Linked DNA regions of Mus musculus: regions 2, 3, 4, 5, 6 and 7 are each linked to region 1. A link is a contact called in public Hi-C, HiCAR-type, HiChIP or PLAC-seq and promoter capture Hi-C data. All regions are on one chromosome and are shown on one strand. Each heading gives the region's core, a stretch centred on a gene start, on an enhancer-like site or on the middle of the called end of the contact. The rest is flanking DNA. Distances are from core to core; before and after follow the strand shown. Region 1 holds the start of Inhba (inhibin beta-A). Region 2 overlaps Sugct (succinyl-CoA glutarate-CoA transferase). Region 3 overlaps Sugct (succinyl-CoA glutarate-CoA transferase). Region 4 holds the start of Mrpl32 (mitochondrial ribosomal protein L32). Region 5 holds the start of Mplkip (M-phase specific PLK1 intereacting protein). Region 6 overlaps Cdk13 (cyclin-dependent kinase 13). Region 7 overlaps Sugct (succinyl-CoA glutarate-CoA transferase).

The links. Promoter capture Hi-C pulls out the DNA fragments that hold promoters and counts their contacts. A called contact is a pair of places that touch in the nucleus more often than the background predicts. HiCAR-type assays count read pairs that join an accessible place to other places. HiChIP or PLAC-seq counts read pairs in DNA pulled down with a chosen protein or histone mark.
Region 2: a contact with region 1 is called in a promoter capture Hi-C map of epiblast stem cells, with 16 times the contacts expected there. The contact joins the enhancer-like site here to the promoter of Inhba in region 1. A contact is called at or near these places in 15 of 39 promoter capture datasets (the 3T3-L1 cell line, 3T3-L1-derived adipocytes, the C10 cell line and 10 more) and 5 of 115 datasets of contacts at active chromatin or transcription factors (embryonic stem cells, forebrain, large pre-B cells and 2 more).
Region 3: a contact with region 1 is called in an H3K27ac HiChIP or PLAC-seq map of embryonic fibroblasts, with 26 times the contacts expected there. The contact joins the enhancer-like site here to the promoter of Inhba in region 1. A contact is called at or near these places in 7 of 39 promoter capture datasets (the 3T3-L1 cell line, cranial neural crest, frontonasal cranial neural crest and 3 more), 1 of 15 datasets of contacts at CTCF or cohesin (the NIH/3T3 cell line) and 2 of 115 datasets of contacts at active chromatin or transcription factors (embryonic fibroblasts and stem cell-derived neural progenitor cells).
Region 4: a HiCAR-type map of astrocytes shows a contact between it and region 1, with 4 times the contacts expected there. The contact joins the promoter of Mrpl32 here to the promoter of Inhba in region 1. A contact is called at or near these places in 5 of 39 promoter capture datasets (3T3-L1-derived adipocytes, hippocampal neurons, neutrophils and 2 more) and 1 of 115 datasets of contacts at active chromatin or transcription factors (astrocytes).
Region 5: a Hi-C map of Th1 cells shows a contact between it and region 1, with 8 times the contacts expected there. The contact joins the promoter of Mplkip here to the promoter of Inhba in region 1. A contact is called at or near these places in 14 of 39 promoter capture datasets (the 3T3-L1 cell line, 3T3-L1-derived adipocytes, the HPC-7 cell line and 11 more), 5 of 484 Hi-C or Micro-C datasets (Th1 cells, Th2 cells, adipose-derived mesenchymal stem cells and 1 more) and 14 of 115 datasets of contacts at active chromatin or transcription factors (DN3 thymocytes, the NIH/3T3 cell line, T-cell acute lymphoblastic leukemia and 7 more).
Region 6: a promoter capture Hi-C map of liver shows a contact between it and region 1, with 2.2 times the contacts expected there. The contact joins the enhancer-like site here to the promoter of Inhba in region 1. A contact is called at or near these places in 10 of 39 promoter capture datasets (the 3T3-L1 cell line, 3T3-L1-derived adipocytes, the SN4741 cell line and 5 more).
Region 7: a contact with region 1 is called in a FOXA1 HiChIP or PLAC-seq map of pancreatic cancer cells. The contact joins the enhancer-like site here to the promoter of Inhba in region 1. A contact is called at or near these places in 9 of 39 promoter capture datasets (the 3T3-L1 cell line, 3T3-L1-derived adipocytes, cranial neural crest and 5 more) and 6 of 115 datasets of contacts at active chromatin or transcription factors (the NIH/3T3 cell line, T-cell acute lymphoblastic leukemia, a colorectal cancer cell line and 3 more).

The regions. Positions count from the first base shown.
Region 1 is chr13:16,010,273-16,013,412 of GRCm38.p6, reverse strand. It overlaps Inhba (inhibin beta-A), which reads right to left and starts at 1,562. Exons shown (of 5, transcript NM_008380.2): 1 at 1,323-1,562; 2 at 1,027-1,213. It also overlaps the pseudogene B230303A05Rik.
Region 2 is chr13:17,456,124-17,459,621 of GRCm38.p6, reverse strand. All of the region lies in intron 8 of Sugct (succinyl-CoA glutarate-CoA transferase), which reads left to right. Among named protein-coding and RNA genes, the nearest start is that of Gm24873, 17 kb to the right of the region's middle. Within about 2 kb of position 1,446, at least 9 of the 459 cell types and tissues checked have an H3K27ac peak or open chromatin away from gene starts, as enhancers often do. A contact at or near this core is called in epiblast stem cells and stem cell-derived epiblast-like cells, where this site is marked.
Region 3 is chr13:17,492,992-17,496,369 of GRCm38.p6, reverse strand. All of the region lies in intron 8 of Sugct (succinyl-CoA glutarate-CoA transferase), which reads left to right. Among named protein-coding and RNA genes, the nearest start is that of Gm24873, 54 kb to the right of the region's middle. Within about 2 kb of position 2,094, at least 16 of the 459 cell types and tissues checked have an H3K27ac peak or open chromatin away from gene starts, as enhancers often do. A contact at or near this core is called in embryonic fibroblasts, where this site is marked.
Region 4 is chr13:14,611,727-14,615,095 of GRCm38.p6, reverse strand. Mrpl32 (mitochondrial ribosomal protein L32) reads left to right here and starts at 2,059. Exons shown (of 3, transcript NM_029271.2): 1 at 2,059-2,204. The coding sequence starts at 2,078. It overlaps Psma2 (proteasome subunit alpha 2), which reads right to left and starts at 1,854. Exons shown (of 8, transcript NM_008944.2): 1 at 1,781-1,854. The coding sequence starts at 1,821.
Region 5 is chr13:17,694,158-17,697,313 of GRCm38.p6, reverse strand. It overlaps Mplkip (M-phase specific PLK1 intereacting protein), which reads right to left and starts at 1,901. Exons shown (of 2, transcript NM_025479.6): 1 at 1,494-1,901; 2 at 1-472. The coding sequence starts at 1,829. The coding sequence ends at 272. Sugct (succinyl-CoA glutarate-CoA transferase) reads left to right here and starts at 2,549. Exons shown (of 14, transcript NM_138654.3): 1 at 2,549-2,675. The coding sequence starts at 2,582.
Region 6 is chr13:17,715,914-17,719,008 of GRCm38.p6, reverse strand. It overlaps Cdk13 (cyclin-dependent kinase 13), which reads left to right. Exons shown (of 14, transcript NM_027118.1): 14 at 98-3,047. The coding sequence ends at 948. Among named protein-coding and RNA genes, the nearest start is that of Mplkip, 22 kb to the right of the region's middle. Within about 2 kb of position 1,753, at least 3 of the 459 cell types and tissues checked have an H3K27ac peak or open chromatin away from gene starts, as enhancers often do. A contact at or near this core is called in liver, where this site is marked.
Region 7 is chr13:17,603,510-17,606,807 of GRCm38.p6, reverse strand. All of the region lies in intron 6 of Sugct (succinyl-CoA glutarate-CoA transferase), which reads left to right. Among named protein-coding and RNA genes, the nearest start is that of Gm40826, 81 kb to the left of the region's middle. Within about 2 kb of position 1,892, at least 47 of the 459 cell types and tissues checked have an H3K27ac peak or open chromatin away from gene starts, as enhancers often do. A contact at or near this core is called in the NIH/3T3 cell line, T-cell acute lymphoblastic leukemia, a colorectal cancer cell line and 2 more, where this site is marked.

The DNA.
Region 1 (3,140 bases), core at 313-2,812:
TTTAAGATGCATAAAATAAACTTTTCACTGTGCCCATAAGCAAACTGTAGAGGCTCTGGTCTCCTGATGTGAAGTGGGGAAGGTTTCTTTATGACACCAGGAGCTGTCTGTGAAAGGGTCTCTCTTGAGGGCTTTCAAAGTGTGGATGCTAGCTATATGTGGGGGAAGGGGAGGGGCAAGGGGAAGGAGTATTCTAAGATCCGCATAAGAGAACTGAAGTAGGAAATAAAGTTGCAGGGGAAAATGACAGGAATATGGGTGGCAAAGACAGAAAGATAATCAGTGATAGTCATTTCCATTCCAACCCCAACCCCGGGGTGAACATAAACCTTTGGAAGAGAGGCACTTCCATGCTGTTTGATAAGAATCCCTGAGCATCTAAACTCATTTCTTGCCTCACACATAACTTCAGGGAAAGTCCCACTTGCACCCGAATGTAGATTGTAGACTGGCTTGGCACAGAAAAGTGCCCGAATCAGACCCCAGCTCCGGGGCGCCCTCCTAATTTAAACTCAAGCCTCAGTGTTTCCATCTATAAAGTGGGATGTATAATTTCAGGATCAAAACTCAGTGGTCACAAAAGAATGTTATTTCGGAGCATCCCTGTAGTTTCTTAAGCATGTGTGTCATAAGAATGTTCAAGACCCTGACTGCAGGGGCCGCCTCACACAGGGTCACTCTGAGACCCTGTTGGCCTTTGACACCCTGAAAGTGCCAACCTGCTAAGCCAGTCTAGCAGCTATGACGTAGCTGAATCTCCCCCAACCTCAGAGCTGGAACCACTTTGGGAAAGCCTCCTCTCCTCCATGGAAATCCAGGTGGGGGTGGTGGAGGAAGCAGGTAGGTTAAAATGCTTCTGTGGAATATTCTGGGCTGAGGATCAGCGTTTCCCAGCTGAATTCCAGGGCCCAGGGCGTGCGCTGGTCAGCGCAGCTCTGAGCGGGGTTGGTTTCTCTTTCACTTCCTGCCCCTCCCGCGGAGACTCCCTGCACCCAGGCCCTGTCCCTTTTCAGCTTGCCACCGTACCTTGAGCAGCACCTGCTGGCAGTTTCCAGGGATCACTCCCGAATGCGCAGCTCCAGCCCGGCTCGCGGGACGCCTGGACTCAGGGGCCAAGCTGGTCCAAGCGGCCGCCTCTATTTTTACCCTGAACACCAGCAAGGGCAACTTCGTTTAAAAGCGCAGCTCTTGATTTTTCCCCCCCTTTTGGCAGCTAAAGAATTCAGGGAGGGGAAAGAAAAAAAAAAAATCACTGTTCAGTGAGTGCAGCCGGGAATCTCTGATCCCAGCCCTCGGTGCCAGGGAATGTCAGGGACCAGGACCTGCAGTGGGGCTGCCGGTCTCCTGGCCAACGGAGGCGAGCGGCAGCTCAGGCCCCGCACCCGCAGACTGCCCCTTCCCGAGTGTAGAGTTCGGTCCCACCGACTACCGCACTGGCAGAGTGGCCCGCTGCCACCGCGCTCTGCACCTAGCGGAGGCGTTCTGATTTACTGGCTACTTCACAAAGCTCCAACTCCACGCTGGCCCGGTGCTGCCTGGAGGAGCAGCCACTAGCGAACCCCGGGAGCAGCTTGCTGTGAGGAGGAGCCCGGAGGGAAACTGGTACCTTATTTTACTGTAATTGCAAAAGAAGAGATGTGCCAGAGATTTATATTTAGAAGTTGTATGTTTCTACTTTTATGTAAATGGAGCAATTAGGGCCTGTCTTGTTTCTGCTAACTCGGATGCGTGAGCATTGCTGGGGAGCTGGTGTTTTCAATCACAATTAGTGAGCTGGTCAAGAAACAAAGTTCCTTTGAGGATAGAGCTCCTTTGTGTGGATGAGGGAAACCTGCGTTTCAGTGCTGGCCGGTGGCTTGTGGTGACACACATCTTAGGGGCATAGCTAACTCTGGACTAGTGTGTTTGCCCTGTGCAGCAGCTGGGCCCATATAAAGTTGGCAGAGATCAAGTCGTGAGAATATTCACTTTTCCTCTCAAGCAAACCGTATGTCCTTAAGCTTTCATGCAGGCTATTAATCGCTCTTCCCTCACTATCCCTGAAGCAAGGAGACAGGCTTGGAAAGGAAGCCGTTTTCCACGACTCTGACTCTGTGGTTAGCTGCTGCTCACAGATCCTGTGATTCAGTGAAACATGCAAGCCAGAGAATGTGGACACCTTAAGCAGGTGACTGACAAGTGTCCTCTGATTCAACTGAATGACAGGAGGCTGGTGGTTCAGAGGCACAGACAAGCTGCTGATAACTCAGGGTGTTTGGTTCCTTCCTATGAAAAATCTGTTTCAAAAAAAAAAATTCATGATTTCTGCCTGCCTTGCTGGGAAAGTAAACATGAAACGTGACTATAAAAATGAAAAGAACCTTTGAGGTGTTCTCATCAGCTACGTGTTGTTCTGGGCTTAAGGGGTGGTGGGGGGGGGGGGAAGACCTGGCCTCCTTGGTTAGGGTTACCCTCTCCCCCACAAGAGACAGCACAACATCCAGAAAACATGGGCAGGACTCTGAATGATATTTGCTGCAGTAAACTGTGGAAGTCCCTGTCTAACCATCCCATCAAACGGCTTTGGTAGAGTATGGGGTTGGCAAACCTGTCTGTTTCCTACAGGCCACAGCCTGCAACTAGTTTGGGCCAAATGTTAGATACCAGGATTTGGGCCAGAGATGGAGCGGCACTTTGCAGTCAAAAATCCAACTAGGGGGCTGTGTGCTTCTAAGCTAGAACAAGAATGAATAGTTCAAAACCGAACTGGAAAGGGGGGCATTCACATTGCTCTGAACTGTATCCAAAACAACAAATAAGAGACGGTTAACCCCAAACTCCCTGATTCCTAAGACTCACATTTTTTCTCAGAACCACCTGAGTATCCCTTCAGGCCTCATGCTGTCTATGAGGACCTGCCTTCAGGATATTGAAGACTGTCATCTGAACAGTGGCCCCAGATGCTACAGTTAAAAAATGGGAAAAGAAAAAGAAGGAAAAATTCCGTAAGTAAAGCGTTGTTGTTCACTCCAGAACAGCGGTTCTCAGCTGAACTGGTTTCTCTCTCCGGGACATCTGACAATGCGTTCAGCTGTCATAACCAGGAAGGAGGTGCCACTGGCATCTACTGAACAGAGGCCAATGCTAAGAGCTCTCCTACA
Region 2 (3,498 bases), core at 197-2,696, 1.4 Mb before region 1:
TTTTTTTTAAAAAACGAATTCTTCTGATTTTATTAAATGATGTATTTTGGAGAAGTCTGAATCTGTCTCCTGCTATGGTACTAATTGGGAGAGATGGTTCTTCTATACCAAGGTGAGGAAACACACTTATTCCAACAGGGCCACACCTTCTAATTATGTCACTCCCTGGGCCAAGCATATAGAAGCCATCACATTCCACTCCCCAGCCTCTATAGGCTTGTTCAAACATATTAGTCTATGGGGGTCATACCTAAACATAACATGCAAAATACATTTAGTCCAACTTTAAAAGTCCCCATAGTCTATAGCAGTCTCAGCAATGTTAAAAGTCCAAAGTTCAAAGTCTCTTCTGACATTCATTCAATCACTTAACTGTAATTCCATAGCAAGACAGGACACCAGGGAAATCTCCAAACTCTGCATCTCTATGGCTGATGTCAAACAATCTTCAGATCTCCAGCTCCTTTATTGTCTTTGTTGACTGCAACAAACTTCTTTCTCTTGAGTTGGTTCCACTCCCCATTAGCAGCTTTCTTCAGCAGATAGGTCATGGCTCTGGCATCTTGAACATCTTGGGGTCTCCAAGGCAACTCCATTGTTATTGCTTCTTTTCTGAGAATCACACATGATCTTCTGGACTCCTCCAAAGGGCTGGGGTCACTTCTCCAGCTTTGCTGTCTGTAGCACTGTAAGCTCAGGTTGATCCACTCTACTGTTCTTAGTGATCCTCCCATGTACTGGCCTCTTCAATACACTGTGGTCTTCTGTTTTAACTAGGCTTCATAGCCTATCATAGGCTCTCTTTATGGTTCCAAGCCTCAACTCCTTTGTATGACCCCTTCAGTCCTGGGCTGTCTACTGCATCTGAGGCTGCACCTTCACCAGTGGCCTTCCATGGGCTCTCACAGTGCCAAGCCTTGGCTGCTCTTCATGACCCCTTCATGCCTTCAAAACCAATACCACCTGGGTGACTCTTACACATTACCCAGTACAGCTGCAGCACAAGGTACAGCCTTGGCTAGTTTTGTAACATAGCTTCTTTGTGCTCTTAGATTTCACCTCAGTGATTTAGTACTTGAAGTTCTAGCTAGAGCACTTAGACAACACAAAGTCATCAACGGGATACAAATTGGAAAGGAAGAAGTCAAAATATCACTATTTGCAGATGATATGATAGTATACTTATGACCACAAAAACTCCACCAGAGAACTCCTACAGCTGATAAACAACTTCAACAAAGTAGCTGGATATAACATTAATGCAAGCATTCTCACCCAAAGAAGGGAATAATAGAGCCAGGGAATCCCACTGAGATAGAGATCTTCTCTACAGCTAGGTATAGCAAGCTTCACATTAGAAGCAAGTTGGTATATTCTGTAGACCCAGGAAATAGGGTGTTGAGGTATTGCAGTATTCATGATAAGGCCTGCTAGTGCAGAACCCCTGGTGGTAGGTTTAACAATAGACTAGTTTACACTTGACTCTCTTCTTTTGTGGCAGCTGCCTGGTCCCCACCTTCTTTTGATGTATACATTCCTTTTGTATTGAGTCACTGTAACTTGGTGGATTGTATTTTGCCTGGTTTCTTGTTATTTCTTTGGTATAAAAAGTTTGATGCTCGACCTGACACAATACATTCAGATTCTACACACACACACACACACACACACACACACAATTAATGCAAACAAATCAGTAGCCTTCCTCTACTCAAAGGATAAACAGGCTGAGAAAGAAATGAGGGGAAACAACACCATTCACTGTAGTCACAAAAATTATGAAGTACCTTGGTGTGACTTTAACCAAGCAGGCTGGTCAGAGCTTCAGAGATTATAGAGCCCTTGAAATGTTGCAATTCCTGTGCCTAATTACAGATAATCTTGTGTTGTTTTGGCCCCTTACTAGCCATTTATTACTAACTTCTGTGTGTTTTTTAACATTTTTGCGACTACTAGGTAGGTCTTTGGAATGAACAGACCCCTAACTTCTCTAAGGCAAAGGCTAAAAATGCTGTCAGATAGCATGTGAGGCCCATGACTGACTGAGGCTCTCCTGCTTTTCTCTCAGGCTCCATCTGTTGTCTTAGGGCTTTTACTCAGCATGATCATTCATTTTCATCCATCTCCTCGCTCCATTAGGTGCCTTCATACTAATTTATCTTCACATCTAGTCATAAGATCAAAGGAAGCTGATCATATAGCATTTAATTAATTAGTTAGTTGATTAATTTCTACATTCTGCACAGTTTTTCAGGCAGCAGTATCCAGCATTTGTTCAATAAACTATTGATTACTGGTTAAATTATTAAAAATCTCAACACTGAAATTCAGTATTATGTACACGAGAATAAAAAAAGGGTTTATACTAAATAGTATTTATCTTAAAACAGTCTCTAATTTAAAAAGAGGAATAAGAAGACACAAATGTTATAGCATGGGGAAAACAGAGGAGTTGGTGTTGTTGACTGGCTGTGTGATCTCAGACAAGTTATTTTGCTTCCCCATTCTTTTACTTACCCATCTATAATAATGCCAAATTATTTAATTGGACATTCTTTTTTTTCTTTTTCTCTCTCTCTTTCTTTCTTTCTTTTCTTTTCTTTTCTTTCTTTCTTTTTTTTTTTTTTTTTTTTTTTTTGATACAGGGTTTCTCTGTATAGCCCTGGCTGTCCTGGAACTCACTTTGTAGACCAGGCTGGCCTCAAACTCAGAAATCCACCTGCCTCTGCCTCCCAAGTGTTGGGATTAAAGGTGTGCGCCACCACCGCCTGGCTAATTGGATATTCTTAAAGCTTTGGGTTTTGTCATAGTCAGGGTTTCTATTCCTGAACAAACATCAGGACCAAGAAGCAAGTTGGGGAGGAAAGGGCTTATTCAGCTTACACATCCATGTTGCTGTTCATCACCAAAGGAAGTCAGAACTGGAACTCAAGCAGGTCAGAAAGCAGGAGCTGATGCAGAGGCCATGGAGTGATGTTACTTACTGGCTTGCTTCCCTTGGTTTGTTCAGCTTGCTCTCTTATAGAGCCAAACTACCAGCCCAGGATGCAACCACCCACAATGGACCCTTCCCCCTTGATCACTAAGTGAGAAAATGCCTTACAGCTGGATCTCATGGAGGCATTTCCTCAAGGGAGGCTCCTTTCTCTGTGATAACACCAGAATGTGTCAAGTTGACACACAAAACCAGCCAGTACAGTTTTCAAATATCATGTGCAGCTAAAAGTACACTAACCAAATGATTTTTTTACCATGTTCTGAATCACATGAATGTGATTTAGAAGGTTAGGGGTGGGTCCCAAGAATTCCTCTGTCCCTTTACAATGTAACTGTGGTACACAGCTATGTTTGAGAACAACTAATCTAGTAGCTTTTAGTTTTAGCATCTTATTGCTTTGTAATTTTAGAATAAGGCCACCTTAGAAAGTATAGCAGATAGTAATTGTATTAAGGTACTTTATTCATTTAAAGTTAGGAAACATTTTATTGCTTGTGTGA
Region 3 (3,378 bases), core at 845-3,344, 1.5 Mb before region 1:
CCCCTTGATGTGACATGAAAGGGGATTATCCTGACCAGATTTTAACTAGTTTCATGTTCAGACATTCTTATAGACAGAGTCATTTAGCCAGAGGTTTGTGTGGGAGAAGGCTCTCTCTCTCTCTCTCTCTCTCTCTCTCTCTCTCTCTCTCTGTGTGTGTACATTTGAGTGTCTATGCTTTCGTAGGTTTTAAAAAAAACTATAAGTTTTCATAAGCTCTCTATAAGCATTCATAAACTCTCTCTATAAGCTTTTCATTTAACTTTAATTTCTTATTTGAGACAGGGACTCATTGTGATTCATGCTGTCTAGCTCTATATAAGACTTTAGGCAAACTACAAGGTCTTCATAGTTTTTTTAAGCAATGTCTTTCTCCTGGAAATACAGATGCTTAGTTTTCACACCATGTGTGTACAGTTAAACAATGTACTTTTCCTCAATAGAACCTATGCTTTGTTTGTCTTACCTCTCCCAACCCCAGTTGATGCATGTTCATTGTACATAATACTGTGTTTCATAAGGTCATCCTCATGCAAGTGTTGGGTGTAGTTTGAGCATTTCTGCCTTATCTGTGCTTTTTGTCTCTTCTGCCATTAGTTCCTTTGTTACAGTTTCACTTCTATTCTCAAGTCATACACACATACATACATACATACATACATACATACATACATGAGAAATCTTCTCAGACTAACTTTCCACTTTATGCCTAGAGATCTATATTACAATGTTTTGGGTGCTGATATAGCAGAGTGGTTAGAAGAGTAAAGAGGAATGACAAAGGAAAAGATGGATATTCCATTTGTCCCTAGTATTGAATTTGGATCTGCTTTTCCAGACCTTTAATTTTCATGAAGCATAATGGTCCCTGCTCTAAATTTCACACTAAATGCTTGTTTGGAAAGTGTATGACTGTAGTCCAGGAGTTGCAATTTAAAATATTTACATATGCCAGGCAGGTAGTTAAAATGAGTAAACCATGCCAGCTAAAGATGCATAGGAATGCGATGTACATGGGGCTATACAACCTGTCTTAGAAGGGTGCATCCTAACGTGTCTGGGGGACTGTGGTGCCTATCTGTGGGATGCAAGCAAGGTCTTGACAACTGATTTCATTTAGGAAAGAAGCTGTAAATCATAGCATTTCCCAGTTTTTCTTGTGTAACAACATATAGCTAACTTTAAGCCTTTACCTTTAGTTTTTGCTAAGAACAGTTAGAGGAGATGAGTCATTGGCACTGGGAGCAAGTGCCATCTGTCTCTGGCACACTAGCCCAGCATAGCAAGATAGCTTTTGAAACACTGCTTAGCCCAAACAAGACACTGACAAACTAAGTCATGTTTATGAACCACCAATTTTCAACCTTCTGGAGTTAATTGGTAATGTCTGTCTTAGAAATCTAATTAGAAATCAGCTTTGCTACTTTCCATCAAAGTTTTGATGTTTACTCAATGGATTAAGTATACTCCCCCTCCAAATTATAGTGCTTCACTAGTGTACAGATAATTTTTTTAAAAAGGTAAGAGTCAAAGGTCCACAAATTATTCTTTGACCAATAAAAACCATTGCATTTGTAATTTCCAATGTTGACTACCTGGTTTGGCATCTGCTTCTGTTAGATGGATTGAATCAGAGAAAACTGTAAAATGTAACTCTGTTTCACTGACATTACTAAATCATTTATAGTAAAACCTTAATCAGGCATTTTGGTTTGTATATCTCTGGGCAATTTATCTTTACATGATAAACTTGTATGACCTTTCTTTGAGTATTTTCGAAGTGTGCTTTTTAATGCTAGTCTGGAGCCATACTTACAGGCAGAGTAAGGCCAGGAGTACTTTGTGAACTTAGGGGTCAGAACTTTGTGTGTATTAAGGTGTAGTGGAGGAGCTGAGTTGAGACAGGGTTTTAGGACTCATGAGTCATGGCCTAAATTTCTTTCCACCAAACTCTCTAGGATGTCAGAAAGAGACAAAGATAGTGTGCTTTTCCAACTGTAACAGCTTCCGATTGTGGTTACAACATAAGTGGAAGATATGGCTGCGAGAAAGATTGTCTGACGACTATGATAACTGACACAGCACAGCAGACTCATTCCTAAGGGTTTTTAAAAAAATCGTATTACAGCCCTCTAAATATGAAAACATACTTGTGGTTATGTGAAAATTCCTATCATATTCAAACATTCTGTCATAGGGACATATGAGAATATGGATATAGGATACAGTGTATCATCAAAGGCTATGTTGGCGAACCTTTGAGGTCCCTTAGAGGTGATGCTGAAAAGTTCAAACATGTCCACAATTGCAGCTTAGATCTTCAAAGCCTCCTGGCTCTGTTGATGAATTCTGACTGCAGTTTCTGAAGTGAGGGGTTTTCTCTGTGAGGTGTGTGTTTATGGTCAGTCAATATGTGTAGTGAATAAAATATCCTCATGGTTTCTGTCCCTGTGAAGTACCTCCCTGATTTGCAAATATGCCCATCAATAGCAATTATATTTGCTAAAGACATCATGTGTGTTTGGGCCAGTGAGGGTTGAGGTGTGAAAAGAATGTACTTGTGATGAAAACTTAACTCTGGGATAAGCAGCTGCTCCCAATCTTGTTGCTACCTGTAAACTTTCCGTATCACTAAGTAATAGAATGCTTTGTGTGTATCTTCTTACTGGACAATAAGAATCTATTACCTTTAACCACGGTAGTTCAGCACCCAGCACAATCCCTAAACAGAGTAGCCATCCAGTAAGCATTTGCTGAAGGAAAGTAAGATGCAAGATTAGAAAATGTTCAAAGCAACAATATGAACTAACCAGTTCCCCCGGAGCTCGTGTCTCTAGCTGCATGTAGCAGAAGATGGCCTAGTCGGCCATCAGTGGAAAGAGAGGCCCATTGGTTGTGCAAACTTTATATGCCTCAGTACGGGGAACGCCAGGGCCAAGAAGTGGGAGTGGGTGGGTGGGAGAGTGCGTGGGGGAGTGTGTGGGGGACTTTTGGGATAGCATTGGAAATGTAAATTAAATAAATACCTAATTTAAAAAAAAGAAAATGTTCAAAGAAAACAGAATTAAGTGATTCAGGATATAAAACATCTCTCTCTCTCTCTCTTACATACGTAAATTCTTTGAATTCTTTGTTATCCATTTGCTTATACTAATTAAGTCAAATCTTGGCATTATGTTCCTGCACTCCTTGCATGACTTTTTGTTTGAGGTGTAATGACCTAACAAACACCTATATGATATGCTGAATCATTTTATCACTGACATCATGATTTCCTGTTTTAATCCACATCTGGTGTTGTACTTTCCCTAAAAACTCCCATGAGATCACTTTAAGGACTCATTACTAAGGAACATAAATATGTACTGTAGTCTCCCA
Region 4 (3,369 bases), core at 810-3,309, 1.4 Mb after region 1:
ACATTAACTCACTTCTTATGTGAAACTGTAAAGGGCAATTCTCAAAAGATAATATATTGTAACAAAAAGTCTATTAATTGTTTTCAAAACCAACAAGGTTTGAGTCCTGATTTACCTATTTGTGGACAACCTTGAAAAAGTTCAATTGTCCAGGTTCATCTATAACTCATTATACATAGGTGGTAATGGAAAAACCACTACTAGTTACTGTTATATTCAACAAGTAGATCCTGGCTGCCTTCAGCTGTCAGTCCTTAAGAAAATGGTCAACTGGAGGGCATCATCCTGAGTGAGGTAACACATTCACAAAGGAACTCACACAATATGTACTCACTGATAAGTGGATATTAGCCCAAAACCTAGGATACCCAAGATATAAGATACAATTTGCTAAACACATGAAACTCAAGAAAAATGAAGACTGAAGTGTGGACACTATGCCCCTCCTTAGAAGTGGGAACAAAACACCCTTGGAAGGAGTTACAGAGAGAAAGTTTGGAGCTGAGATGAAAGGATGGACCATGTAGAGACTGCCTTATCCAGGGATCCACCCCATAATCAGCATCCAAACGCTGACACCATTGCATACACTAGCAAGATTTTATCGAAAGGACCCAGATGTAGCTGTCTCTTGTGAGACTATGCCAGGGCCTAGCAAACACAGAAGTGGATGCTCACAGTCAGCTAATGGATGGATCACAGGGCTCCCAATGGAGGAGCTAGAGAAAGTAGCCAAGGAGCTAAAGGGATCTGCAACCCTATAGGTGGAACAACATTATGAACTAACCAGTACCCCGGAGCTCTTGACTCTAGCTGCATATGTATCAAAAGATGGCCTAGTCGGCCATCACTGGAAAGAGAGGCCCATTGGACACACAAACTTTATATGCCCCAGAACAGGGGAACGCCAGGGCCAAGGAGGGGGAGTGGGCGGGTAGGGGAGTGGGGGTGGGTGGGTATGGGGGACTTTTGGTATAGCATTGGAAGTGTGAATGAGCTAAATACCTAATAAAAAAATGGAAAGAAAAAAAAAAAAAAAGAAAGAAAATGGTCAAAACACAGTCCTTTGTCTAAGTTCATCCATGATGGTTTTTTCTTAAACAGGGAACAATAGTTCCCCTTAACTGCACTTTGAGAAAATATATATAACTCTTTAATTCTTTCTCCCAAAACATAAGGGTCTAAAATCGTTTTAAAGCAATTTGTTAGTGGATCAAGCAAAATACAGAGGTTATCAGTTTGCATGTGCCACAAAAACTTGACAGGAAATCAGCGCCTTCATTTTATACTTCTTAAGCTTCTACAGGAGCACAGGCGAAACCGAAAGCAGTGTGAGCTTCAAAGCACATCGCTGCTAAACAGAGACTAAAACTAAGATTTAACAGCAAATAAGGATCTCCCAAAAGAAAAAGGACGTCTCACACGTCCCATAAGGAGTCTGGGTTTACAAAGCTCTCGCTCAGGCCTAGCCGGGCCAGTAAAGAAATCCTGGACCTGAAGAGAGCAGCTGAAAACAGACTATCTCAAAGCACCCTTCTCCTAGTCTAGAAGGAGAGCCAGTGCTTAGTGCTTGGCTTGGGGCCTCCCGTCCCTCGGCCCGCAACACGGCCGGCCTCAGCCAGGGCCCAGGCCTGGCACGGAACATGACTCTGCAAAGCTACGAGTCCAGCTCCGTCACCGTGCACTCCTACGCAAACACCAGCCAGGTCCGACACACGGGACCATGTCTGGGGCGCTCCTGTGATCTGCGACGCATGGAACCTGCGGGTCCCCCGAATACCTGAATGTAGTCAGCGAGAAGCTGTAACCGCGCTCTGCCATCTTTACCCGGAAAGTCGGAACACAGCCACGCACATGCGCAGTAAGTATGCTTCCTTTAATTTTTTTTTTCTTCTTTGCTCTGATTGGAGGAGAGTCACCTAGGGGTAGCTGGGAGTTGGAGTTTTTGGATCACAGCGGTCTTTGACCCTTGCGCATGCGCAAGAGGGGCCTGCGCATGCTCTGAGCGAGGAGGCGGGGAAGTGGGCGGACTTAACGCATGCGCTCAGCCCGCGTCCCGCTCTGTCTTGAGAAGATCATGGCTCCTTCGTTGCTGCTGCTTTCACTACCATGGCCGGTGCGTCCCGGACCGCTCCAGAGGTGCTGGGAGCTGCTACAACGGCAACTGCAGCAGAGCTGGAGTCGCTTTGTCAGTCCTCCGTGGGGTCCGTAAGGAGAGAGTTCGTGGAAAGAGGGTTGGTGAGGGCTTCCGGGTTGTAGCGTGGTTTTTGGTTGGTTGATTGGTTCGTTATTTTATTTGTTTGTTTGTTTATTGGTTATTTATTTATTTATTTATTTATTTATTTATTTATTTATTTATTTATTGAAACTGTCACCGTAGCCAGGGTGGTCTAGAACTCACTGTATAGCCCAGGCTAGCTTCGTATTTATTTATTTATTTATTTATTTATTGAAACTGTCACCGTAGCCAGGGTGGTCTAGAACTCACTGTGTAGCCCAGGCTAGCTTCGAGCTCCTGGTATCTTGGGCGTTAAATTTGAGATTGCTGTATTATTTACAGTGTATCGCAAAAGTGATAATGCCCAGTCTGAACAGAGATATATTTTATTATATCTCAAGCGCAGCATAATAAATAATTGTCTCCATGTTCTACCTGAGATAATCATTTCAGTCCATTCGTTGTCTAATAGGCCTGTGCTTGGACAGTTTATGTAGTGGTAAGAAGTCCTAAGAATTGAACGAACGTTCGCAAGTCTGAAGAACATAAGAAAGGGTAAAGAAGTGATCTAAGCAATTTAGAAAAACAAAGGTGAAACACTTGATAATCTCATAAATAATAAATCTTTTCTTAGAACACAGGTTAAGATTAAATATTAAGGAAAAATTTAATGGCTTTAGGAACCTACCAGGTTTAAAGAAAAAGGACCTAACTGGATCAGGATAGTGTGGTACAGATGACCATTGTAGTCATCTCAGTGATGTGAGTGAATGTAGGGAGTCTCGGGATTAGATTACTTGTACACTACTTATTACTGAACTGCAGTGTCCCGGATTATATACGGAGGAAATGCTTAGTAGAGTAGCCTGGCTGCTTTGGTAGCTTGCAATAAGAAAGCATTCCAGTTGAAGTATTTTAAATTGCCTTTTATATGAGCTTTAGTATATTTTAATAGCTGGGGATTATTACTAATGTTTGTTGTGTTTAACATTCAAAACTATTTATGTCAGGCCAGCCATATGGCTCAGTAGTAAAGGACCTTGTTGCTAAGTCTCAGGACCTGGGTCCTAGCCCCATGGCCAGTATGACGTAAGGAGAGAACTAACTCTGAAAGCTGTCCTCTGACCTTACATGTGCACATATACTCACAA
Region 5 (3,156 bases), core at 652-3,151, 1.7 Mb before region 1:
TTTTAAAACATTGAAAAAAACAAATGTCTGTTATATTGGAAATGTCAAATATGAAAACTGTGTTCTATGATACACACTCCCAGATAGCTAAATACTGTAAATTGTCCTATCATTTCCGCTGTTATCAACACTTGATAAAGTTGGAGATATACCAAAGGTCTGCTAATCATTATTCAAAGTCATCATCCTTGGGTTCAACTCTTTTACACAAGTAAAAGTTCTGTCCAGGATGTTCCTGACACATGAAGCTTCCAGGTGAATTTCAGAAATATTAAGAAAAGTATCTTCCTTTTTTGCCTGTGAATGTTTGCGTATTGCTGTACTGTTGGCTTATATCCACTACAGACACTGGTTCTAGGCCAGCCCAAGGGTCTTCAAGCATTGAAGGCTTAAAATAACTTTCCAACTCATTAGACATTCTTTTTTCTCTACCACGCCCTGATCCAAATGGTGTAGATGTCCTTGGAGAACCCTTTAGGAAAAAAATCATCAGTTAAAAATAAAAACATCTAGTAAGAGATAACTGGTACTTTCTCCTCTAGTTTAATATTAGTGGGGAATCACATTAAAAGTTGTCAATTGAAACCCAATATATTCAGTTGCAAATTTCTTTAATCTAGTGCTTTTAAAAATTACTAAAACCAATTGTATATTTCTCTTTTAGAAATGTCTGCTATCATCTTAAAACCTTTCAGTTTCTAATGTGATAACCAACCCTGCAGCTATTAAATACAAATAAACCCAGTACAAGCAGTGGTTCACTGTATTCACTTCTTGGAAACTTACTTTTTAACCTGATAGGCTTCAAATTTCTAGAACTTTTATATTGCATGAAAATTTTCTATTCTTATTAACTCCAACTCATAAGGATTCATATGGGTGAGCATATTCAATTTTGCAAAACCACCGAGATACAAGTTGTTAGCTACTTCCTGTCTTGTATTCACTCATGGAGAAGAGGGGAAGTTTCCTCAATTTCAAATTTTCTATTTTTCCTTCAAGAGAACTTTGAGTAGGTATAAATATGGCTCGAAATAAAATAATTGTTTCTTTTAAAAAAAGCAAGGATGCAAAAACAAGGGAGGGACATCTGTAGGAAAATGGCAGTAGACTACAGTCTAGAGGTGCCATACTACACAATAGGGAATCATTTACTGTCCTCCCCCTAGGAATCCAGGACAATTCACTGAAATAAATGACAAAAAACCCAAAACCAAATAAAAACCTCTGGGGGTGGGTGGGAGAAGAAATGGAGGATTAAAGAAGTTTGTATACGAATGTGGTATGCTGGCTGAGAGCAGTTTCTGTGGACAGAGAACTAGAGCTCCGCCACTTATGGTAGTCTTAGATAATTTCTTTACGCCTCAGGTTACTCATCTGCAAAACTGGGCCAACGTAGTATCGGAGGATTAAACAATCCACGGAAAGGGAATGTTTCGTATCACGTCTGCCATCACAGGAAGAGTTCGGCAAACGCTAGCTATTGTCTTTACCTGGGGGTAGGTCTGCTGCTGCCCTGGGGAGTAGCCGAACTGATGCTGGGACCCCGCGGGGGACCTGGAGTAGGAGCCTGGGTAGCCGCCCGGGGACGGAGACCCGAAGCGGGCCCCCGAGAAGTTGCCGCCGTGCCGCGGAGACTGGCTGCTCCCGTACGGCCTAGCCCGGGGCCCGCAGGGCGGAGTGTGGTGCGGACTCCCGTACCCGTCCCGCGGGGAGGGCGGCCGCGGCCCCCCGCCCAGGGCACCCCGGAAGTTATTTCCGCCACCCCAACCTCCTATCCCCGGGCTGGGGTACGGAGGAGTTGGGGGTCGAAAATTCGGTCGGTGCATATCAGGAAACGAAGCCGCAGAGCTCACACGCCGAACGCCTCACCGGAACCTCTGCGATCAACCGCCAGAAGGAAACTGGTATTCCTCTATTTATACACCCTTCCGGCTCCCAGCGGACTACCGCACCTTAGTTCCGGCTGCACAAAGGTTCCGATCTCACCAAGTTTCTGCAAGAGGGCAGGTAAACAGGTCACTCAATGGAAGAATGGTGGGCGTGTCTGAGAGGAGGAAAGACTGTAAAGGGGAAACTAAATCTCCGGCCGCAGCACGAGCACAGTCGTCAACGGTCTTCCCGGAGACCCCCAGTACACGAAGACGGAAGCGGAAGAGAGGAAACCGATCATCAGGCCTTATTGGCTGTGAGGGTGGGAGAGGGGCGTGCGGGTTCCGAAGAGGGCGGATCAGAGGGGTAGGGCCATCCGTCTTGGAGGCTTCCGGGAAGCAAGGAGTGAAGCGTCAGCCGGATTCGGGGGCGGGGCCATGAGCCAAGAGGCGGGGCCGAAGGGTGTGAGGCGAGAGACTCGGTTGAACAGGATCGTCCAAGGGGGCGGGGCCGAGTGAGACTGAGGTGGAGGCCTGGGCGGAAGCGGAGGGCGTGGTGGGCGGGGAAGAGTGCGAGGGCGACCAGGGGGAGGGTCTTTGCGGAGGGGGCGGGGCTGGCGGCGGGGCCGGGCTGGCTGGGGGGGCGGGGCTGAGGGGGCCTAAGGTCAAGGAGGGAGGTCGCGGGGCGCTCTCGCTGGGGTTGAGGGGCGATGCTGTGGATGCTGGCCAGGGCGGTGGCTTTTCGGAGACCCGGCCGAGGCCTGGCCGGCGGGAGGGGGCTGTGGACCGGCCGCCCGCAGTCAGGTACCTACTGACACTGAGCGCTCGGGCTCCCTGAGGGGAGCGCTCGCGCCTCGGGGGCTCCTGTCGCAGGGCTCATGGCCATGGTCGTGCCCTGCTTCTCTTTTCCACCCCTGGCTTCTAATCCCCCAAGGTTTGGTAACTTAGGAAACAGCACCTCCCGCCAAAAGCTGAGTTTTAGAAAGCAGACTGCTGCCTTGAAAACTTAAGCGAGCCTGTAGTAATTAATGCTGGACTTGAACCCTGCGTTTACGTTCTTGTAAAATGGAAGTTGACGAGGTTAGGAAGTAGAAACAGAAATTTAAAGGGGAAAAAAAAACCCACGAAAACATACCCCAAACTTAAAAATCTTGTAATTATAAAGAAACGGGATAATTAAAAAATGCTATCTTCTGCATAAGATACCTGTCTTAGACATTCCTGTAGAAGAGTTTTGTGGTCTTTCCCTAACTCCTTCAGATACTAAAATCAACTTGGGATTTTA
Region 6 (3,095 bases), core at 504-3,003, 1.7 Mb before region 1:
TCCTTTGGTATTTTGTCAAAGGTGGAATGTATGACCGTTCTGAATATTTCATTTTCCATGGTAACTTTGAACTCTTTCTTGGGTTTATCTTACTTAGGGCAAGATGACCTCATCCAGCACCAAGACAGGAGGATATTGGAGCTGACACCAGAACCAGACCGGCCTCGAATTCTGCCTCCTGATCAACGGCCTCCTGAACCTCCTGAACCACCACCAGTTACTGAGGAGGACCTAGATTATCGGACAGAAAACCAGCATGTTCCTACCACTAGTTCTTCATTAACTGACCCACATGCTGGAGTGAAGGCAGCCCTCTTACAGCTGCTTGCTCAGCATCAGCCCCAGGATGATCCCAAAAGAGAAGGTGGTATCGATTATCCCACAGGAGACACATATGTGCCCAGTTCAGACTATAAGGACAACTTTGGATCTTCTTTCTCTGCCGCTCCTTACGTTAGCAGTGATGGTCTAGGAAGTAGCTCCGCTGCTGCACCATTGGAAGCACGTAGTTTCATTGGAAACTCAGATATTCAGTCTCTGGATAACTACAGTACTGCTTCATCTCACACTGGTGGTCCACCTCAAACTTCTGCCTTTACTGAGTCGTTTGCCAGTTCAGTAGCTGGATATGGAGACATTTACCTCAATGCTGGTCCCATGTTGTTTAGTGGAGACAAGGACCATAGATTTGAATATAGCCATGGTCCTATCACAGTCCTCACAAACAGCAATGACCCTTCCACAGGGCCAGAGAGTACTCATCCCTTGCCAGCAAAGATGCACAACTATAACTATGGTGGTAACTTACAGGAAAATCCAGGTGGCCCTAGCCTCATGCATGGACAGACCTGGACTTCTCCTGCCCAAGGACCTGGATATTCACAAGGATACAGGGGACACATTAGCACATCAGCTGGCAGAGGTCGAGGCAGAGGGTTACCATACTGAGTATCTGTTTTTCCTCAGGCACATCATTTTTATCTGGAAAGACTTTTCTAGCTGCAATTTCAGGCAGCAATCCAAGAGACTTGAATAATATTAATTCAACAACAGCTTTATTTTTATGTGGAAAGGGTCTTGCATACAATAGTGAAAAAAACAAAACAACAAAAAAAATCTTTGCTTAAATTCATGCTGTTCTTAAAACTAGCTCTATTGATTGTACATCGTCACAGATTTTAGTTAACAATTTTATTTTGTATTCTTGCAGTTTTAAGTGGATGCTAACATTAGGGACATAATGTTTTTATGGCCCTGTGGCAGATCTTCTGAACTATGCACACTTGTGCTTTTTTTTGTAAGTTTGGACCAACTTTTATGTAAACAAGCTCCCCTTCCCCCCATGCCCCCCATCCCCCTTCCAGTTTTACAACAATCAGAAAGGGCACTGATTTATTTGGTATTTTCTTTTTACAAAGCTACCTTTAGTCGAAGGTCACTGTCAGTCTTTGCACCTGCTTTCAGTGTTATTGTGAAAGGTGTACTTTGTGCTCATTTCAGAAAAATAAAACACAACCTTTCTCTTGATGCAACAGTTTTATATAAAAAATGGTCAACATTATTTTTGTTTTGTTTTTTTCAGGTTACCATAATACAGGAAAATTCATTCAAATGAAATAGTGGTTTTTATATGAAAACTATGGGTAGGGTGGGGAGGGGTTGAGTAAGTGCCTTAACAGGTAAGCTTAAGGTCTGCGGATGAAATGAGCCTTCACACCACTGTCTTTCTAAGGGAGTCTGTACTGTGCTGACGGGGCAGGGAGCTTCTCCGCTCTCAGGAGTTGCTTGGTCAGTTCTGTTAGCTCCATTCCCTCTGCCTGCCTGTCACACTGTCCCTTTCTGCCTGTCTTTTGGCTGTGTTGACTTCCACTGTTACCTTCTCTTGGTAGGGGTGTAAGAGGAAAAGAAAGGGAGAACTCAGAACCTTATGTTACTTCTGGGAAGTACTAAAACTTTTTTTTATCAATTAAGTGGTTGAAAGTAGTAGCTGAATGAGAATTTTAGAGTGCTCCTTTCTTTCTGGCTGTCATACTGACCCAGTTTCTATTTGGAGGGCAGGAGTTTTGAAGCAAGTATGTATAACAATTCATAAATAAATACATATGGTACATAACAAATGTATTGAAGTCCACAGAAGGAGGGTGGCAAACACCTTATTTTAAGTTATATAATTTTAAGAAAATGTCAACTTAAGTAGAAACATGTCCTAGATCTAATTTAGTAAAGCAAACAGAAAACTCAAAGAGAAAACCTTCCCTCTTCCTTTCAATTCTGTGAAATTTACTATAATTTCTGCCAGATTAGAGCAGTGCTATTCTATTAGAATCAACCAAGAAAGAATAACTCTGATGTTGTCAAGTCGCACTATGTTTACGTTCACACACACACACACACACACACAAAAAACCAAAATTCTATTTCTGAAAAGGAACCAAAGGTAAATAGCCAGCATCACCTTCATCATTCGTAGATAAGAGACTCTGGGGAACCGCCCTCGCGTGCCGACTGACAATTTCAATTGTTGTAGTACCTTTCCCATTGGATACTAAGTAAGGAAGAACTGTTATGAAAAGCAGCTTAGCTTCATGCCCTTTATATGATTTGTGACCCTGCATTTACAAACATTCAGGAAACATTATTGTTTGGTGACAGAATATTTTAAAGATAATTTTCCAGTTTATGCCTATTAAAAATGAGTTTTCAGTTGACCATTTTATTTTTTGATCGTATTTTGTTGGTGAAAGAAAAAAATTAATGGAAGAAAAAATATTTTGCTTTTATTTGAATACAGAGTACTAACAACTTAATAAAACAGTAGAGGAAGTGAAAAAATGTTTTGAAATTTAGAAATTAGAGTATTCAAGTCTCTGAAATTTTAATATGGTGAGTCTTAGAGCTTTAGACTTTCCTATAAGTGACAGTATCTAAATTATTATTTGTCACATTTGGTACATCTGCTGGCCATAAGCAGCTAACCTAAAATTGAAACTATTTATGTGACATGAATAGTCTGTGTTTTAAAAATTAAATATTTTATATAAAATTGACTTGTGTTTGGATAGTTTTTCTAATTAAACATTTCAGATATATATATC
Region 7 (3,298 bases), core at 643-3,142, 1.6 Mb before region 1:
ATATTTCTCCATAGGTGTTTGAGGGGATCTTGAGAACAAGCAAGAGGACTGACTGTTGTCAAGTTAATATAGGATTTAGATTACTACTTTCTTTTTGAGGCAGGGTCTCACCAGGGAGCCTTGACTTTCCTGGAACTCACTCTGTAGACCGGGCTGGCCTTTACATAGAGATCCGCCTATCTCTGCCTCCTGAATGCTATGATGAAAGGCATGTACCACCATGCCCAGCCATTAGAATTCCTCCTGATACTCTGGTATCCTTTCTGACTGTAATAATATCCCCTGGCATTGTAGAAATTTATTTGTGTCTGGCTACAAAGTCAGCATTCATTTGAAATAAATCTGGCACTGTGAGTTTAACTTGACTTTATCAGGAGTAAATCTGGTATTGGGTCACGATTTTGTAATCAGTCTGTTACTGCATAGTCTTAGGCCATCAAATATTAGGCTGAGGGAGTGGCCCTGAGTGATGGCAGAGGAAACATGGCTTAATTCAAGCTGCATGTGGAGAGAAAAACTTCTGAGCTTCTCATCACTTCATTGCCCTCTCAGCTTAGGGCTAAGTGGAAGCTGCTCTAAGTGTCATTTTCACAAAGCAAGTCAGAATTGCTTTTTCTTGGCACCATGTTGCAAGTGCATATAAGTATTCATTTAGAAGAAACAGTGCAATTCTCCTCTTAGTTGTTCATTGCAGTGTAGTAACTTACACATTACTTATTTTTGGAGTTCTCATAGAGGAACTTTGAGCCTGAGCTCAGTCTCCCAATACAAACTATTCTCACATCACTTGACTTTAACCAAGAAGACTGTTAAAGGTTAATGCAGATTCTTCTTAGTGCTCACTTAGTTGAAACCATGAAGAGGGCATTGAAATAGAGTCACATTTCTTATTATGGTGGTACAGGAGCCAGTTTTTATTCTAGAGTCTTAGAGTCAGCAGGGATACCAAATATATGTTAGATTTGCTCTTGGCATTTATCATGTACTTAGTACAAATAATTAAAAAAAACAAAAGTCAGTTTTCATTTGTACAGTATTGTCATATCTGCATAATATTATTATTGCTAGATTTGGTACAAACAGCCATAATCATTTTTAACTTAAAAACTTTTCTTATTACCAGTTGGAACTTCTTCTGGGTATGTGCCCAGGAGAGGTATTGCTGGATCTTCTGGTAGCATGACACTATTGCATATGCCAGCAAGATTTTGATGAAGGGACCCTGGTATAGCTGTCTCATATGAGGCTATGCCAGTGCCTGGCAAATACAGAAGTGGATGCTCACAGTCATCTATAAGATGGAACACAGGGCCCCAATGGAGATGCTAGAGAAAGCACCCAAGGAGCTGAAGGGGTCTGCGACCCTATAGGTGGAACAACAATATGAACTAACCAGTATCCCCAGAGCTTGTGTCTCTAGCTGCATATGTAGCAGAAGATGGCCTAGTCATCCATCACTGGGAAGAGAGGCCCCTTGGTATTGCAAACTTTACATGCCCCAGTACAGGGGAATGCCAGGGCCAAGAAGTGGGAGTGGGTAGGTAGGGGAGTTGTGGGGCAGGTATAGGGAAGTTTTGGGATAGCATTTGAAATTTGAAATGTATATAAAGAAAATATCTAATAAAAACTTTTCAATAAAATATTTATAACTTCTACTTTTTTATTCTTTTATTCAAGTGTACACCATATACAAAGAAATAGTTCAATAGAATTTATCATTTCAAGTGAAAGGAAAAGACCTTATTGGAACTTCTGGGAGGATTTAGAGTTTGTTTCCCAGGAGCTTGGTGAATAAGTAGATTGATATGTGATTCATGCCCAAGATATTTAGAGAGCTAGAGGATGTCTGGAGGACTGTGGTTTGGGAAACCACTGCAGTCACTGCAGTCTTGCTAGTATTTCCTGTAGATCAGGGTGAGAACGATAATAACATTGTGTGCCTTTGATCTGTCCCAGAGAACAGAGCAGAAGGAAGCTGGTAAGCTGATAATGCCCAGAGCTTAAGAAGGGTTATAAGTGAACAGCTGGAAAAGGGACAGAGTCACCGGTATAGAGACCCTTGCCATTAGAAATTTTTGTCCGTGGAGTCAGGGAGATAATGCAGGCTCAGAATGAAACAACAAATTGATCACCAAAGTAGCACCACTGAAAACCTTTGTTCATTCCTGCTCGACCAAGGAAATGCTAGAATCTGCTTAGCAAAATTGTGTGCTGAGTGGAAGTTGAGCAGTGTTACTGTTGGTCAATAATGGTATTTCCAAAGTGCCACTGTTTTCTTGGTAGTTGTTAAATCTGCATTAGTGAAATAAAATTATGTAGCTAATTTACTAGAAATGAAAGAACTTTCTCCTGGTTCCCATGTTAGATGCTCATTTTCTTCCTGAAGTTTTCTTTAGGAACTAGACTCAAGGAGCAACTTTGGTCATGTTTCCCTACTCTTCATAGATTTACTCTTGTATTCTCATCAAATGATACTCCTGTTGTTGTTGTAAAGTTCAGAAGCATTGAGAGGCCTAATAGTGCTTTATTATGTTTTAAAAAACATGCTTCTATGTATGAATGCATGTATGTTGACATAAAGTTTTGCAGCCTATTTTAATAAACATTCAACTGCTCTTCTAACCCACCACCCTCCAGAGGTAGTGGAAGAGAAGAGTTATTAGAACACTGGGGAAGTAGACCTGTTTAGAAATATTTCCTTGGGGGCAAGTCCAATCTTTGTTGTCAGGATACCAGCAGTCCAGTCCCATAGCAAACACCACATATGAATCAGCAGTTGCAATCCAGTCCTCCTGGCAGGCAGACACCATGCATGAGCCAGCAGCTATAGTTCAACCGTGAAGAAACCACAAAGTTCACAAACCAGGTGAAGGCAAGACGCTGCAGGAACCTCGCAGGAATTCCACGAGAAGTTCTTTGCTGAGTTTCTGTCTAGAGTCACCACAAACAGAGCTCAGCAATGCAATGTAAGGCAAACCAATATATGTGTGTCATTAGCGAAGAATGGTGAGACAGACCAAAGCAAACCAATGCTCCTCTCCCACTGTCTGTGGATCATGTTTACAATACTTCATTACACATCTGCTATAGCAAAACTTCATTTGACATAACCGACTTTCCAAAGAAACCAGAAGTTTCCACTTAATATGTGTGTGGTTTGGGGTATGCATGTAGAGACCAGAGAACAACTTGCAGGCCTTGATTCTCTCCTTCTGCTTTGTGATTCCTGGGACTCAGGGTGTGTATGAAGCCCTTTGCCTTCTGAGCTGCTTTGCTCTTCCACATGTGCTGTTTTAAT